2 separate regions of the Ovis aries genome follow, and region 1 is linked to region 2. A link is a contact called in public Hi-C data. All regions are on one chromosome and are shown on one strand. Each heading gives the region's core, a stretch centred on a gene start, on an enhancer-like site or on the middle of the called end of the contact. The rest is flanking DNA. Distances are from core to core; before and after follow the strand shown.

Region 1 (3,998 bases), core at 199-2,698, 200 kb after region 2:
GGACTTATCCAGGCCTATATCCAGAGTATGTGTGGGAGGCAGGAGCTGAAAAAACAGGCAAGAGCCAGAACATAACAGGCCTATACATCAAGCTAAGGAGTTTGGATTTTATTTTGAGGTGAATGGGCGACAACCGGAGGATTTTCAGACGAGGACTAACATGGACAGATGTTTTGTCATTGTCAGGCTCACCCAAGAGTGGACTTGGGTGACTGGAAGAAACCCAAGGCTTAAATGCTGACAAACCAGTTAGGAAGCTATTGCCCGTAATCTTGGTGAAGAATGATGGGAACATAAACCATGTCAGAGGCAGAGAGCATGGAGAGCAGAGACCTATTTGAAAAATAGTCTATAAATAGGCATGACAGGATTTGACTACTGGACATGCGGGGGTGAATTCCAGAGTTTCAGATTCCTCCCAGCCTCCTCCTTCCAGCTTAGGCAATTATTTGGCTAGTGATACTGATGAGTGCAGCAGGGCACATGAACGAAGCATACTGATTTTTTTTTTTTTAAAGGAAGGTTGGGGAGTCTGAGACCTGTGGGGCATCCAAGGGGAGTGGTGTATGAATCAGTTATAACTAGACTCTGCGCTTTCACGTTCAAGGCATTGACAAGACTACTCCATAAGCATGTGTATCTGGCACTCTCATTTCAAAAGAAACAAGGCTTACCGATTTGAAAAACGAATATTTTTCATGCTAACCCCCCAGACACACGCTGAAAATCTAAGAGTTTAGCATTAATAACAAAACATTATGTTCCCTGCTGTCAAAATGACACTGCAGATCAATGTATTTAATCTAGTAAGCCAAACGCAGGGTTGGATTGGTTTCCTCCTCACACCCCTAGAAAATAGCGGTGTACCTGGTGTTTAGATCCAGGAATTCCTTTTAGCAGGTTGGAAGAGCAAAAGCTGAGAAATGCGCCCTCCCGTGGCAATGGAATGAGGGGGCTCAAGTACCCTTTTTTTCACCAAACAAAGCCCTGTAAAGAAATGCAATTTGTGGGGATGAGAAGGCCACAAAGCTCGTACTGCTATACCGCAAAACCAAATGAACCCTCCCAGAGGCCGGGACCCCTTACCTGTCACGTCGGCCGAAGGACAATTTCTCTTTCTACTCAACAAAACACAACCCCAGACTTGACAGCTTGCAGTAAGTCCCGCCCGGCAACAATTAAACACCTTGCAAGCCAAAATGCGTACACAATCCGTAAGGTCTCCTGCCGGCAGGGCCGGGCTCGCACCACGTGGGTGGTTGGGGCCAGCAGGAGGCACCAGCCGAAGGCTGGAGTGGGAGGCGTGTTCTTACGGGGGAGGGCGGAGCCTTCGCAGTGGGCGGGGCTTAGGAGGACCTGGGCTACCAGCCGCCTCTCGCCTACTTTGCTCGTTTGCCTTCGCCCTTCGAGCCGCCACGTAATGCCACGTCGCCGCGCATGCGCATCTCAACTGGTGGCGGACGCTGTTTCCGGGCTTAGGGGGCTGGAGCGGCCGCCGAGTAGGCTGTGGCGGTGGCGGCCGGGGAGTGCAAAGTGCAGGCTTGGGGGTCGGGCCCTGCGGAGGACAGGGGAAGTTATCTCTTCTTTCCCGAAAAGGCCGGTAGAGCCCGTGGCTGAGCGGCAAGATGAATTTCCTCCGCGGGGTTATGGGGGGTCAGAGTGCCGGACCCCAGCACACAGAAGCCGAGACGGTGAGAGGAGCGGCGGGTCCGGGACTTGGGAAGGGTCCGGGCAGAAACCGGGACGGAGGACATAGGGGCCCGGAGGTCACCCCCCTGCGCGTCACCGTGGGCCGGGAGTCTACATGCCGCCTCCCCTTTTGCCCCCGTGCCTCTTTTCCTCTCCTGAAACCCGCAAGTTATTCCCTCACACCCGCAGCACAACCCCCAGCGCGGCGGCTTGGCCCTGCTGACAGCAGCCGCGCCCCGAAGCTCCACAGGCCGCTTGGTGGTGGTCCGCGGTGGTACCTCCGGGAAAGGCATCCATCCTGGGCAGAAGTGGCCTGACCTGCCTCCCACGCCCTTCGGGGCCGCGGGCCTGTCCCTCCCTTTTCGCCAGTGTCTTCACTGGCGGTGATTAACCTAAAGTCCACCTCCCTCGCAGTCTGGAATGGGGCTTTGAGGAAAACTGCAGGAAGGTTTAAACCCAGCAGTTGACCAGAGCAAGTGGCTAAGAATAATACGATAGTTTGGGTCACAAAGCCACCTGCCCCTGCCCATTCAACTAGAGGCAGGTCGTTCTTTCAGGTGTCATTAGTTCGGACCCCGTTTTTCAGCCTCGCCCACTATTTGGGAAATACTCGCTTGGTCGTTGTGGGGATCTTTGGCGCTCAAAATGCTTTGGGAACACGCGTCCCTTCCATTCTCCCCATTCAGAAGTCTGAACTCGTGTAAACAGGATTTGCAGCGTCACTTTAAAAAAATTGTTAGCTACTCAACACAATTTTTGATAAGTTGGTTCGATTTTAGGTTTAGGATAAATCTCGAAGTTTGGTTAGTGTCTGTTAGGAATAAGTGTATGACTTTTTTTTAACTATTGGTTTGAGAGTAATTTTAGGTCTACAAAAAAGTGACAAAGTATGGCATTGTAAAAGTAAACTGTGGTTAGTATTTGTAGACACTACTGGATTGTCTGTGAATGTTGATCCTATGTTCTGTGTTACTAGGATCCTGAAGGTTCAATGATAGCTTTCATTTGCCAGGTTCTTACCTTGTGCTGGGTTCTGTGTTCTTTGTAGTTTACATTCTTATTTTCCTTAGCTCCCCAACCACCTTGTAGGATAGGTGATAGTATCCTCACTTTACAAGTGAACACTTGAGGATTAGAGAGGTGAAGTCACTTGACCTAAGTCACACTAGTAGTAATGGAGCCAGGATTCAAACAAAGCTTGCCTTACGTCAAAGCCTAGACTTTATTGCTGATGTCTGTATTTTAATACATATCTGGGAATTTGGGGAATTTATGTGATTATTAAAATTAATGTCATCTGAGTTAGAACTGTTTAAAGCAGAAGCTGAAAGCTGGTGAATCTGCTTTCCTTCATTTGAAAATCAGGAGATTTCACACACGGTCATGTGCACACACATGCGCGCGCACATACACATACACATGCTCTCTCCAGGTTACCATAGTCACAGCCCACCTCTTCAGCTTTTGTTCATGTATGTTATATATCAGATATTTTTGTTTGAGGCACTAGGTTTTAAAGTGTGGTTTATTAGAACTTGATTTGAATCCTTGCCTTCCACCTCTCATTAGATTGAACAGGCAAGAGATGACTAATACCCTATGAGTAAAATGAGAAAAATGCCTACTCTGATGGGTGTAATGAGGATTAAGTGAAATAAAAAATGGAAAGAAGCTAGCACTTAGTATGTGTTCAATAAAAGCTAAGTTTTTATTACTTTTTTTTTTCTCTTTTTTGGCTGTCCCATGCAACATGTGTGATCTTAGTTCCCAGGCCAGAGACTAAACCTGTACCCCCTGCCTTGGGAGCTTGAGGTCTTAACCCCTGAACTGCCAGGGAAGTCCCTTATTACATGTTTTCAGGAAAAGAATACTTTCTTTTTTGTTGTTGTTATAGTCTTGTCACAATGTCCTCTCCAGAAAAGATGGTGTACGACTAATTGAGTATAGGATATTAAAGCAGAAAGGCCCTTTGCACATCATCCAGGTGGAACTGCAGTATTTTACAAGTTAGGAGACTGAAGCACAGAGCACTGAAGCCACTTGCACAGTAATGCAGGGCTGAGACTAGAGCACTTTGATCTTGCCATAGTGAATGGAACAACACAGCTTTTATATCATGATTTCAAAGTGAGACTGGAATCACTTGTGTATCACGTGTATATAAACTGAAAGGGAAGTGGGGGGCCCTTGTTCTTGCCTAACCTTGAACGTGTATATTCAAAATTGGAAAACCAATGTCTTCTGATGAGAATTAATAGTTTACTCTGAGTTACTATTACACTATTTACTCAGTATGAATAGAATTTATT
Region 2 (4,449 bases), core at 314-2,813:
ACCCTGCAGTTCAAAACAAGAATTATAAAAGACGGCCATCCCTAAACTGAAAAGTTAATCTCACAATACCCTAAACTTATTCTCAGCATTAAGTAGCACGCAGGCAATTTCTACTTAAGACATTCCAGATAAATTCATTTACCAACTTTAACGCTGAAGCATTAGTCCACTTAAGTTTACCACACATCAACTGTCTTAAAGTTTGGAGGACACAATAAACGTAAAAGACGTCCTTGTTTTCAAGATTGGCAAAGACTTCCAGTTGTCCAAGACAAGAAAGTCGACTCTCTCCTTCTTCCTGGACACATGACTGCCCAGCTATACTACTGTTTCCTTGCTGTTACTTGTGGGTCAAATGACTTAAGTTCTTAGCAACAGAATACACACAGAATAAAATCAGTGCCTCTCCTGGGCCTAGGTATTAAGAAGCTAGGCATGTCTCTTCCCCCGCGCTCCCTTCTCCCTTTCCACCAGATGAAACCTGGACATGGCAGCAGCCCAGTTGATGACTATATGCCCTAAAACATAGTTAGCAACACAATAGAGAAAATTTGTCCAAGGAGTGGTCATGTGAAACAGCCTCATTACCAAACTAGATCATTCACTCACCTTGAATTGTGAGGTGAGGAGAAATAAACTTTTATTCTTTAACTCACATCACTACTAGGTCTTTTTGTTACAGCAACTTAGCTTTACCCTAACTAGTACCTCAAAAAGTCTCTAGGCCAAGAAGCTAACCTTATATCATACCTTCCAGTACACTGTGAACTTTAAGATCCACTCATTCCTGAAGACTTCCTATGCCATGACTTACTGTAACATAGTTCATTCCTTCCGCTTACGTTTTCTGCCTGGCAGACTTAGGCCTACTCACACTAAAATGAAGCTGGCAAGCTATAAAACTTATTTACTACAGGAGATCAAAGTGTATTCCGAGTCTCCACTCGCTTACCCGCCTTCCATTATTTCATCACACACCTGAAAGTGATCCTGGGAAAAGCCAGCACAGGCCCGGGGCTACCTCTGCCTACTTCCAGCACCAAAACACTAAATAAATGAACCCCCTGATAAGGTAACCGATGGGCAAGGCCAGGTTTTTGCCCACCGAGAACTTTGCTGGCAAACTACAACACAAAGGTGGAGCCAGTGGTCGCCTTGACAAAACATGCTCTTTACGGCAAGAAGCCAGTCAGAGGTGAAGTTTTCCTGACAACAGCTTAGCCCGACAACAAACTTAACCCAAGCTTCACGTCCCGGCCCACTCCACCCCCAGCCCGGCGGAAGCTGTTAAGAGCCCAGTGAAATCGTCACCTTCAGGAGACATCCCCTGTCATAGTGCTCGCAGCCCCGCCGCCTTTGGGCTTGCCCGCGGGCGCCATCTTCCAGCGTCGAGGAAGCCATCGCCTCCACCTCCCCTCAAACTCCACGACCCCTTCCCCCAGGCCAAAAGTTACTCCCAGAAAAGCAGCGCCGCTCTAGCCCACCCCGTCCCGGCTGCAGCGGCCTCCGGAGCCAAGATGGCGGCAGGGCACGTGACCCGGGGCAGCCGGATTTCCGGCGCCCGGGACCACGGGGCGGAAGCGAAAGGAGGCACAGTCTCCGTTGTCGTCGTTAGTCGCTGCCTTCACCGCTAACGGTAATAATTCTTAGGTTGCCTCCCCTTTTCCCTCCATCGCTACCCGCCCACACCCTGGGCGCGGTTCGGGGCGAGGAGAACCGCAGCAGCGCGGAAACGTCCGGTGGCCCCTGGGGAAGGGCCGCTCTCCGGCCTCAGCGACACCTGTGACACGGAGGCCCCTCCCTCTCCCGGCAGCGGCCGTAGCCTCGAGAAATGGGCGGAGCTCTTGCCTGGCCTGCCGGCTGACAGCGAATCCTGGCGCGCTTGCGGCCACGGCCGAGCAGCCAGGCGCTGGTCAGCGACCCGAATGCCTTTTTGTCCCCTTGTTCATTACTTCCTCTTCATTCCTTCAGTAGTATATTAACATTTACTATGTGCCAGTCACCAGCTACGCCATGGAAACGAAAGTGACCAAAAACGGTTCTGGGAACTCAGACTGGTGAAGGAGAAAGAGAGTCCACAGACACCCTGAAATACATGTAGGTTTACAGCTTGGAGAAGTGCTAGGAAGGGGAAGTGTGTGTTCCAAGAGAGCTAGTACCAGAGGGAATCTGACTTAATCCGGTGTCAAGGAAGGTTTCCCTGAGGAAGCAACGCTTGAGCTGAGAGCTCAGAATGAGCTTTCTAGGAGGCATCAGTGTGCCAGGATCTGGTGATGAGGGAACACGTGCCTCTTAGAAGTGGTGGGAGGGAAATGTACCCGCCCCTGAAACTGACATAAGGCCCAGCTGAATATGACCTGCCTTGTTAAAGAGCCAAACCTCTAGAAAATTTTATGAGGAGAGCTGCGGGTTTTAGAAGAAAATATTTGCCCTTGGCTTTCTAACCTCATGTAATGTTACGTGGAATGTACTGGGAAAGGTAAATATGTACCCCTTAGCTTTGAAGTTGCTGACGCTTGCCCCCTTAATTTTCTTTCAGTTCTCCTATGAGTTGCTGAGACAATGGTGAAATGTTGCTCGGCCGTTGGATGTGCCTCTCGCTGTTTACCAAATTCCAAGTTAAAAGGACTGACATTTCACGTGTAAGAGTCTGCTGTAGTTAAGCCAAGTACTTTTGACTGTTAAAAGAAGCTAAAGACAGGTCTACTTAAATCTTCAATTTTGCAGCCAGTTGCTCTTCCCCTGAGCTATGCCACCTAGAACTTTGATTTTGAACTTTAGTTCTCAACTTCTTTTTTAATAACCTTTTTAGTTATATTTGAAGTGACAATAACAGTTTTACATTTTTATAATTAGTGCAGAAGCTTAAGATACCTGCAAAGGTATCACAGACAGGTTAACAAAAATATCATCACACCTTTTTGCTAATATTACTGTTTTGCATTTCAACATACCTTCAAAGAAATTGTGTTGTTGTAGTTTACAATCCAAATCAAGGATCTCTGCTCAAATATATTCTGTCCTTTAGAAATAAATCAAGCTTATGTTACAGAGAAATAAATAGAGCTTATGTTTATATTAATGTTTAAAAATAGATCAAGCTTATGTTACAAAGAAAAAGGTATAAATTACAACTTCAGACCAAGTTTAGCTGTACTGCAGATAATTCAGTTCAGTTTCGTCGCTAAGTCGTGTCCGACTCTTTGCAACCCCATGAACTGCAGCACGCCAGGCCTCCCTGTCCATCAGCAACTCCCGGAGTTTGCTCAAACTCATGTCCATCGAGTCAGTAATGCCATCCAGCCATCTCATCCTCTGTCGTCCCCTCCTCCTCCTGCCCCCAATGCCTCCCAGCATCAGAGTCTTTTCCAATGAGTCAACTCTTCGGATGAGGTGGCCAAACTATTGGAGTTTCAGCTTTAGCATCAGTCCCTCCAATGAACACCCAGGACTGATCTCCTTTAGAATGGACTGGTTGGATCTCCTTGCAGTTCAAGGGACTCTCAAGAGTCTTCTCCAACACCGCAGTTCAAAAGCATCAATTCTTTGGTGCTCAGCTTTCTTCACAGTCCAACTTTCATTTCCATACATGACCACTGGAAAAACCATAGCCTTGACTAGACGGACCTTTGTTGGCAAAGTAACGTCTCTGCTTTTGAATATGCTATCTAGGTTGGTCATAACTTTCTTTCCAAGGAGTAAACATCTTTTAATTTCATAGCTGCAATGTCACCATCTGCAGTGATTTTGGAGCCCAAAAAAGTCTGACACTGTTTCCGCTGTTTCCCATCTATTTCCCATGAAGTGATGGAACCAGAGGCCATGATCTTAGTTTTCTGAATGTTGAGCTTTAAGCCAACTTTTTCACTCTCCTTTTTTACTTTCATCAAGAGGCTTTTAGTTCCTCTTCACTTTCTGCCATAAGGGCGGTGTCATCTGCATATCTGAGGTTATTGATATTTCTCCCGGCAATCTTGATTCCAGCTTGTGCTTCTTCCAGCCCAGCGTTTCTCGGGATGTACTCTGCATAGAAGTTAAATAAGCAGGGTGACAATATACAGCCTTGATGTACTCCTTTTCCTGATTTGGAACCAATCTGTTGTTCCATGTCCAGTTCTAACTGTTGCTTCCTGACCTGCATACAGATTTCTCAAGAGGCAGGTCAGGTGGTCTGGTATTCCCGTCTCTTTCAGAATTTTCCACAGTTTATTGTGATCCACACAGTCAAAGGCTTTGGCATAGTCAATAAAGCAGAAATAGATGTTTTTCTGGAACTCTCTTGGTTTTTTGATGATCCAGCAGTTGTTGGCAATTTGATCTCTGGTTCCTCTGCCTTTTCTAAAACCAGCTTGAACATCTGGAAGTTCATGGTTCATGTATTTCTGAAGCCTGGCTTGGAGAATTTTGAGCATTATTTTACTAGCATGTGAGATGGGTGCAATTGTGTGG

What was found. Hi-C and Micro-C count contacts between places; a contact is called where the count stands out from the background.
Region 1: a contact with region 2 is called in a Hi-C map of muscle, with 4 times the contacts expected there. The contact joins the promoter of USO1 here to the promoter of THAP6 in region 2. A contact is called at or near these places in 5 of 16 Hi-C or Micro-C datasets (blood, liver, muscle and 2 more).

What each region holds. Positions count from the first base shown.
Region 1 is chr6:91,315,010-91,319,007 of ARS-UI_Ramb_v3.0, forward strand. It overlaps USO1 (USO1 vesicle transport factor), which reads left to right and starts at 1,449. Exons shown (of 24, transcript XM_060417226.1): 1 at 1,449-1,691. The coding sequence starts at 1,626. It overlaps G3BP2 (G3BP stress granule assembly factor 2), which reads right to left and starts at 1,257. Exons shown (of 10, transcript XM_060417248.1): 1 at 1,087-1,257.
Region 2 is chr6:91,110,871-91,115,319 of ARS-UI_Ramb_v3.0, forward strand. It overlaps THAP6 (THAP domain containing 6), which reads left to right and starts at 1,564. Exons shown (of 5, transcript XM_060417222.1): 1 at 1,564-1,636; 2 at 2,000-2,097; 3 at 2,540-2,642. The coding sequence starts at 2,563. RCHY1 (ring finger and CHY zinc finger domain containing 1) reads right to left here and starts at 1,401. Exons shown (of 9, transcript NM_001163595.1): 1 at 1,312-1,401. The coding sequence starts at 1,401.